Regions from separate parts of the Sus scrofa genome. Here region 2 is linked to region 1. Evidence: chromatin contacts called from public HiChIP or PLAC-seq data. All regions are on one chromosome and are shown on one strand. The core of a region is the stretch at or near the end of the contact, and the rest is flanking DNA. Distances in the headings are between cores, read along the strand shown.

Region 1 (4,027 bases), core at 729-3,228:
CGAGATTCCAAAATTGGCTTTGCTGGGAAGTGGCTGACGCAGGGCCAGCCACTTAACCTTTCTGAGTTTCTGTTTCCTCTGGAGTAAGGAGAGTGGCCCAGATGAGATAACCCTCAGGACCCTCCTGTGATCCTCCACACACCATCCAGCCCATTACCATGGTAATCACGTCTTTGACTGTTTCTTTCCTGCCTCATCTGTCCTGGGTTGAGTGACAGATAAAAGTCCTCTTTTCTATACTCTCCTCATCTTGCCTGCTTGTGGCTTGTCAACAGTACTTTATATAATCAATTCTGGAAATGTTTACCCATCTGCATTATCTGAGGGTTGTTATTTACTGTTCCTCTTATTTTTTTTTCCCCTTGGGGAGGAATTTCGATGTCTCTCTCACAGAGAGACCACAGCAAACAACAAGGATAGATTTTCACAATACTCAGCAGGAAGGGACGCTGTTTTGCTGGCTTCTCTGACAGTCTGAATTCATTGGGAGGGTACATGTGAATTGGTTTCCTGTGTTTTTCTGTGTTTTCAAGCCTGGGTCTTCTCTGTGCTGTTACTCTTAGCTGGAATTAATTTTTGTCCCTTTTCTAGGAAAATATAAATAATTACGCAGTCAGTCTTTTGGATAAAAATGTATGGCTTCATTACCAAAGAGTTAAATAGATCTAACACATCACTTACAGCACTCTCTGATATAATAACATTCCATGTAAACTCTCTGCAGTACTTGAAGATGAAGCATGAAAAGTGAAAAAAACAAGCAAACAACAACAACAACAAAACCCTAGAAGTAAGGAGATTGATTCTAGTCCTTACCCTGCCACTAGCTTAACCTGGGCAGGGTATTTCATCTCCCAACTACCTCCTATGCAAAGTAAACAGATTGGACCAGATGACTTCTAAAGTTTCTATGTGTCGAATAGTCTATAAAATGACCAACTAGCTAAGGGACTCTGGTTTACAGCTATGACACCTTTCACCATCCAAATTCTGCTCCCAGCTGAGTTTTCAACATTCACTCATCAGAACACTGTGCCAACTCATAAACTGACCTCGTCATTTTTCTGGTTAAAATGTCATAATCCACGCCAATGCGCAGAGTGTGAGGGTGCATGATGTAAATAGAATAAATGCCCCAACTTGAACATACCAGAGGTCATAAATGCCAGGACTCATAAATGCCAGGTGTGCAGGGAAGCCTCACCTCTAAGTTCCATGCAGGAGGTTTCATAGGTCTGCAGAAAAGATGCTAGATGTGCCCTCCTCTGTTCCTCAACAACCGTAAAATGACACAGCAAGGCTGAATAGCCTTCAATGCAGAAAGCAGCTCAGTAGAAACTGGATATAATGGCGACTCACTGGTTGGAGAAGAGGTGGCCCTGTACTTCACAGGCCTCTTCTAGGGCAAGGAGGGGAGAATGACTTGGAAATTTGCATGGCCAGGGGAACCCCCCACCTGGCCCAGCACCTGAGTCACAAAAGGAGCGTGATACCTCATATTGCCATAGTCTACTGGAGCCTTCCCAAACTCTTGGCTATTTTGAGCATATCCAACCACTAGAAATGCAGGAGTCCAAATCACAGGGCGTGATAAGCCATGGCTACTCCAGACAGCTGGACTGCCCTGCCTTTGTCATGTATAGCCAGACCAAAAGAGTGGCATTTATGGCATACTTCCTCCCACTGCCTTTTTTTTTTTTAAATCTATAGATAATACCAATAATAAAACTACATCATGAAGCACTCAGTGACAGGCCCAGCACCTTACACATATGATCTCATTTAGTCCTCAAAACAGCCCACCAAGGGGATGCCATTATTGTCCTCATTGATGGTGAGAGAGGTAAGGATCTATCCCATGGTAAGGGCGTCAGATCACTTTTCTTCTGGATAAATCTGCCAAGTGCCAAGTCTTGATCTTGAACACAGGAGGGGGAAACAACCCGCGAGGCAGCTGGCAATGCTATTTACTTCTTCACAGTTTGGGCCTAAGTCCTGACGAACACATATTAAATTACTAAGCGTATCTTTAAATAAATGTGTGCTACAGCTTCTCAAATTCAAAAACAATCTCCCATGTCATAATTACACTGGCTGTGACACGAGCCTCGCCGAGAGTGGATTTTTATTTTAACAAGCTTGAGTAGGTGCACGAGTGTGGGCTGAGCTTTTTGCTCGCTAGTCAATACTTGAAAGCTGGCTGCAACCTTTAATTGAAGCATGCGCCTGTAGCACCAACAGGGCTACAGGGTTTCTAGTATCAAAGACACGCTCCTCCATCCTTTCATGGCCTTACTTCTGTAAGCAGCATGATTGAACTGCGGCACCACAGAAACTTGTTTTTCCTCCTCCTGGCAGCGCAAGCCAAAACACTACTGCCCCATTCATCTCAACAACATCATAATGAAGTCCTGGAATCAATTTATAACAAGCAAAGTGCACGAATCCATTGAAGGAGTCTGCTGGCGGATGCCTTTCATATATCTCTGCACAGCCCATGAGAGGCAAAGTGTCCACGCAGAAATCCAAATCATACCAGAGAAGGGTCTTTTGCTACATCCAGAAATCTTCCCCCACCCCCCATTCCCTGAAAAGATTAAGGGAGAAGGAAGATACTGAGAACATCTAATTGTTGCTGGTGATTCCACGTGCCTTAAAAATGTGGGGCGATCTGCCCGAGTGGCTTACCATCGCCTTCGTTACAAAGAACAACTTCTTTAGAAGGAAACGGGAGCTTTTCAAGGTCTGAACCCCATTGACCTCCTATAGCTGCCTCATTTCCTACAGTCCCTACAGGCAACAGGGAACTGCTTGCCACCCCCAAACTTGTCTCTCTCCCTGTCTAACCTCTAGAGAATTTTCACAAGCACTATCCTTGGATGGAAATACCTGCCTTTGCGTCAAAGCTCAGCTAAGCCTTTGCCCCGCCCAGGAAGCTGTGCCTAACCCCTGAGTCTGATTAGGGCTCCTCCTGTGTGCTCCCAACATACACCCATCACTCCAATCTGGCATTTAAATGGGGTCATGATTTTATTTCTGTCTCGGGTCTTCAGTGGCCTGTGAACTCCTTGAAGGCATGGATTATCTCTTTCTTCCCTCTGCGTCTAGCCCTTCGTATAGTCACTGCCACACAGCAGATGCTCTATAAATAGGTGTTCATATTTGCCTATGTCCCGCTCCACCAGAGTTCTGAAGGAGCCTGCAAACCCCAGTTTGTACCCAGTTTGAGTCTGGAACAATGTATCTTTTGAAGACTTCCATGGGGCAGTGCTGTTGGGTCAGAGTAGCAAGGAAATTAGAAACATGGGCTTGGGGGTGAGGCAGGCTTGGCCTCCAGGGGCATCTCTGCAGTCATGGGCAGGATGCTCTACCTTGGAGGCAGGTGAGAGGCTCACATGCACGTGAAACTCGGGAATCTGCTTCCCCGCGCTTGGCACAGAGGAAGCACTTTAAAGATGGCAGCTTTAGTTAGCATCTGGACTACTGTTTACAGTGGCAGGGCTTGGATCATGCAGAATTTGAAGCCTCTTAGATCACTGATGAGAAATATCCGCCAAGGGGCCCCTTCCATCAGCCCCTATGGGACCAGATCACATAACTGATGTCTTTGGGGCACCTGCAAAGGCCCGGGTTAGAAGGCCACTGTTCATCCAGCGAGATAAGGTTGGAGGAAGTCATTGCCCTGACTTGTGCTGTGTTTACATGATGTGTCCCATGCCTGCGTGAGCACAATGAGGCTGGTGTTGTTCACAATGCTTGTTCAGTGCCCACTCCGGGCCAAGCACCTGTTGCTGGTGAGACACTGCAGAAAGCACCTTTCATGTGTTGCCTCCTACTTTCCCAAACTTGTACAAGGCCAATATCATGAATATGTTTAAACTTTACAATTGATAAAACGGAGGAGTAGAGAGTTTATGGGACGTGCCGAAGACCCTTCAGCTGACATTGTAGCATTTATGAGACTTAAACCTCCTATCCACATCCATCTGGGCTCTTAGGGCAAATTTCTTCTATTCCTTTCTTATTC
Region 2 (4,027 bases), core at 755-3,254, 63 kb before region 1:
AACTGCTGTGCCACAAGGGAACTCCATGTGCTCTTAATCTTTATATTCCATAGGTAGGGAGATTGCAGCTTGCAGGGATAACAGGACTTATACTAGGTTGTATAACCTACAGCAAAGCTACAACCACAACCCATGTAAACTGACTTCTTGTCTCATGCTTTGCCCAGTACATCAGCTGTCTCTCATGCACAAGGCTTTAATTACTGATTATAGTAATAGGTGCAATTAGCGCTTAAAAAAAATAAACCTAGATAGTTTATCTGGAATGTATAATTTGGGTGCTAAGTGTATAACAAGGGTAAAATTTCATAGCCAGGAATGCGGATATATTTCCACTAAAAGTAATGGATTGTAGATGCTATTATTGAAAGACAGAATTAATTGGGCTTAGGCTATGTTAACTCACAATTTATTTTCCAATTATACAAATGGTTTCATTTGTTTCAAATTGGATGACAAAATTTAGCCTAAAATGAAGTCAAATTAAAGAAAGAGCAGAACTTAAGCCCCAGAGGAATTTCAGGGAAGTAAAGACTTTGGATAAGCAGCAGCAAAGCCTTTGGTCACTTTGATGCTACTCTTAGCTCCTCAAACTATCCTCCACGTGCAAAAGGGACAGAAAATTAGAGTCCTGTTACATCCTTTTCAGATAAATTCTTCTTTAGTTTTGGGTTTGGGACAAATCTTAGTAACAGTTAATTTTATTCATCCTGGAAAATGCCATAATACATGTGAAAAATCCCTAATTGAAGAGAACATGTAGAATAGATGTGGGCACAGGGCCCCACACCCTCCAGGAGTTGACAGGTTTGCTGGGAAAGGAGAAGCTGAGCCATTTCTGGCTCCACTCAGGAATCAGCACACATTCAGCCCAAGTGCCATGTTCAAGGGCCACACTTAGGTCAAGCAGTGTGGGTTTATTTTGGGTTGAACATATGACAAGCAAACAGGCAGATTCACTAGTAGTTATGATAAAGTAGAAGCAAGCCTAAAGTGAGCCAGGTCATTTTTCACAAGTGCCTGTCAACTTTCAATCATATCCTTATTCATTTCTGAAAATTTTACTTTCATTACAGCCCTGCTTAAGGCTTAGCCAACCAAGATTTCACGACCAAAACGGAAGGTTTTTGTTCTAGTTCAAGAAAAAAAAAAAAAAAAAATCAAACCCACCTCTGCTCAGCTTGGCTTCTAGTTCAGAGGTTTCTCTGTTAATCAAAAGAGCTGTGATACACCTTTAATGCTGTTCAGTGGTTAAAGACCAGGCTTAAAATGTCCCTGCTCTTGAGGATTTAAATTTAGACCCATAAAGAGGTGCTTGTGTAAAAACCGTAAAGAACATTCAATTTGTTCTATTTGGAGAAAGATTTTACTGGAAATATAAATTTCACTTAAAAATGTTTTATGGGGTACAGAGGTGGAGAAACCATCTAAAGAACACAACTGTTCTCTCTGTGAACTAAGAGTGTCTGTGCTCAAGTCAGAACCTGCTGGTTCTTTTCCATCTGAAGTCTCCATTCTCTCCTCGTCTTAACTTAGTCATCTTCACAGCAACTAATTGAAATATCCCAAAGGAGTATAACCTTGTATGAGGAATCATGGGGAGGAGCAGATCAAATTCTCAAACAGCCAAGGTCCTTATCAAAGTTTCTCTAATAATAGTGCTGCACTTAAAAATCGATTAAATATAACAGAGGATGTTAACACAACTTCCTTGAAATGAAAAGTTTTCCATTGTCTGTGTTAACATTTCTAGGTCACATCTCCAGAGAAGCACCAATGTCACAGGAATAAGGAAATGACAGGGTTGTTGGGTTTTGTTTTGTTTTGTTTTGGGGGGCAAGGTGGATCTTCCATGACATACATCTGTTTCATCATTAATATACATCACGAAAACATTTTGGCAAATAAGCCAACTTTCCTTGAAAGTTTAGGGAACACATCAGAGTTGAAAAACGTAGATGCTAACAGGGCCTGAGGAGTGATCTAAATGGGGACAGCGGGATGGGTTCATTTAAAAGGTTAGGACCTAACTGGTACCAGCTGGTTGCTGCCATTCACAAATACTGCTCCAGTGTAACCAGATCATTCTTCTTTCCTCCCACAAGAAACGGAACATCTGAACTTTCTGGTGGAGGCGTCCAGGTTTAAAACTTTAGCAACCAATTTAAAAATTGTAAAGCTCTGTACTTTAGCAACCAGTTCAAAAATTGTAAAGCTCAGAGAAATATGTCTTTGGACCAGCTTGAGTCTGTGGGTTGCCATTCCATGACTTTTGGTATATAAAGCAATACCTAGAATATAACTTAAAGAGGTGAAGTTAATGGGGCCATTCCCTGAGCTTAGACATTTTTTGGTGGAATTTAAAGATGGCTTTAAGTTCATCTTGTCCCAGCTTTGACGCTGAGAGGTCAATGAACTTCTTGGATATACAATGGGAAACAGCGGACAGGCAAAGAGCAAGGGGCCAGGCTGGAATTACGAAGTGGTCCAAAAGGTAAAGCTGAATTGTCCTGCTAGATGCATCATTTTATGGTATTTATTTATTTTTTTAGATACTTTTCTATTTCATTTTATTTTATTTTTTGCTTTTTAGGGCCACACCCACTGCATATGGAGGTTTCCAGGCTAGGGGTTGAATCAGAGCTACAGCTACTGGCCTACACCACAGCCACAGCAACGATGGATCCAAGCCATGTCTGCGACCTACACCACAACTCACGGCAACACCAGATCCTTAACCCACTGAGCAAGGCCAGGGATCAAACCTGCAACCTCATGGTTCCTAGTCAGATTCATTTCTGCTGCACCACGACAGGAACTCCTAGATGCATTATTTTAATAACATAACTCCTTAGCGGAAAGTCAAACATATCCCATTTACTCTGATGGGCACAAGGAATATATCCCAATGGAAACATGGAAGCCGTTACCTAATTCTGCCATGGACACAGTTGGGGAAGTCTCTCCATTGGTGAAAGAGCAGTAGGGAAAGAAGCCTGATGCTGGTGTGTAGTCACATATTGGTTCTGGTTTGATTCCATTGATATCAAGACCTGACTGGTCCGGGGAAGGCTGTATGTCCAGGTAGAAGCTGCTGACGGCAGAGTCTGCCTTGCTGCCCTCAGGGGTGTGGCCGTCAATGTAGTTGCTGAGGTCATCGTGAAGTTCCGTCAGCCCATTGGCCGAGATGTTGTAGGTGGGAGTCAGCGGCTCAGCCTCTCCAGGCTGCTGTTGGTGGTCGCGCTGCTGCTGCTGCATTCGGTGTTTCTGTACTTCTGCATACAAGCTGTCTCTCTGCTTTTTCGACATGCGGCCAAACTTTACAGCTGGAAGAAAAAAGCCACACCACACCATATACAATACGCTTTTCTCCATTCTCCTCTCTGCCATGCTTTAGGAGTTCCTTTGAAATCTCAGACACTCTCAATCCAAAACCAAAGGGCCGCAAAACAAGGACACGGTCCAGGGGTGAAAACAGTCCTGCCCCACACAGGCTCATGCCACATCCCAAACAGCAAAGACACAGCCCAGAGAGGCTATTTCAGAAACAGACCCAAGGCTGATAGACGAAACCCAGAGCAATGACCAGGGTCTTGGTGCTGTCACATGACCCTGCGCTCAGTGGGAGCCACTGAAATGAGACTTAATGGGCTCATTCCCCCTCTACCTAGGCAGCTGGCCTAGACCACCTCCTCTGTCTCTTCACGGTGTTCAGATCAGTGCACAGGGATGCAGAGACTCATGGAGGTACAATGAGTCACAAGCAGTCAAACCTCATCTTGCATTAATTTCACTAATCCGTACAGTGGCATGAGTTTCTTTCTGATCGAACAACCAAATCTGGGGCCTCCTTGAAAAAGTTTAACTGACTGGATGAAGTGTTTGCAGTTCTCTGAGTTACATCTCTGAGTCTCCCCCACCCCACTCCTGGGCCATGCCTCAGGTCTGTGTGAAACCCTTGGACCCCTCTTTAAGGATGATTTTTGGTATACTTGTTTAGCCCCAAGTGAAAAGAATATCAGAATTT

The links. HiChIP or PLAC-seq counts read pairs in DNA pulled down with a chosen protein or histone mark.
Region 2: a contact with region 1 is called in an H3K27ac HiChIP or PLAC-seq map of skeletal muscle. The contact joins two enhancer-like sites. A contact is called at or near these places in 1 of 5 promoter capture datasets (liver), 6 of 47 Hi-C or Micro-C datasets (embryonic fibroblasts, heart right ventricle, liver and 2 more) and 1 of 2 datasets of contacts at active chromatin or transcription factors (skeletal muscle).

The regions. Positions count from the first base shown.
Region 1 is chr1:111,393,797-111,397,823 of Sscrofa11.1, reverse strand. All of the region lies in intron 2 of RORA (nuclear receptor ROR-alpha), which reads right to left. Among named protein-coding and RNA genes, the nearest start is that of ICE2, 94 kb to the left of the region's middle. Within about 2 kb of position 1,978, at least 3 of the 83 cell types and tissues checked have an H3K27ac peak or open chromatin away from gene starts, as enhancers often do. A contact at or near this core is called in skeletal muscle, where this site is marked.
Region 2 is chr1:111,457,043-111,461,069 of Sscrofa11.1, reverse strand. RORA (nuclear receptor ROR-alpha) reads right to left here. Exons shown (of 11, transcript XM_021073474.1): 5 at 2,931-3,326. Among named protein-coding and RNA genes, the nearest start is that of ICE2, 31 kb to the left of the region's middle. Within about 2 kb of position 2,004, at least 1 of the 83 cell types and tissues checked has an H3K27ac peak or open chromatin away from gene starts, as enhancers often do. A contact at or near this core is called in skeletal muscle, where this site is marked.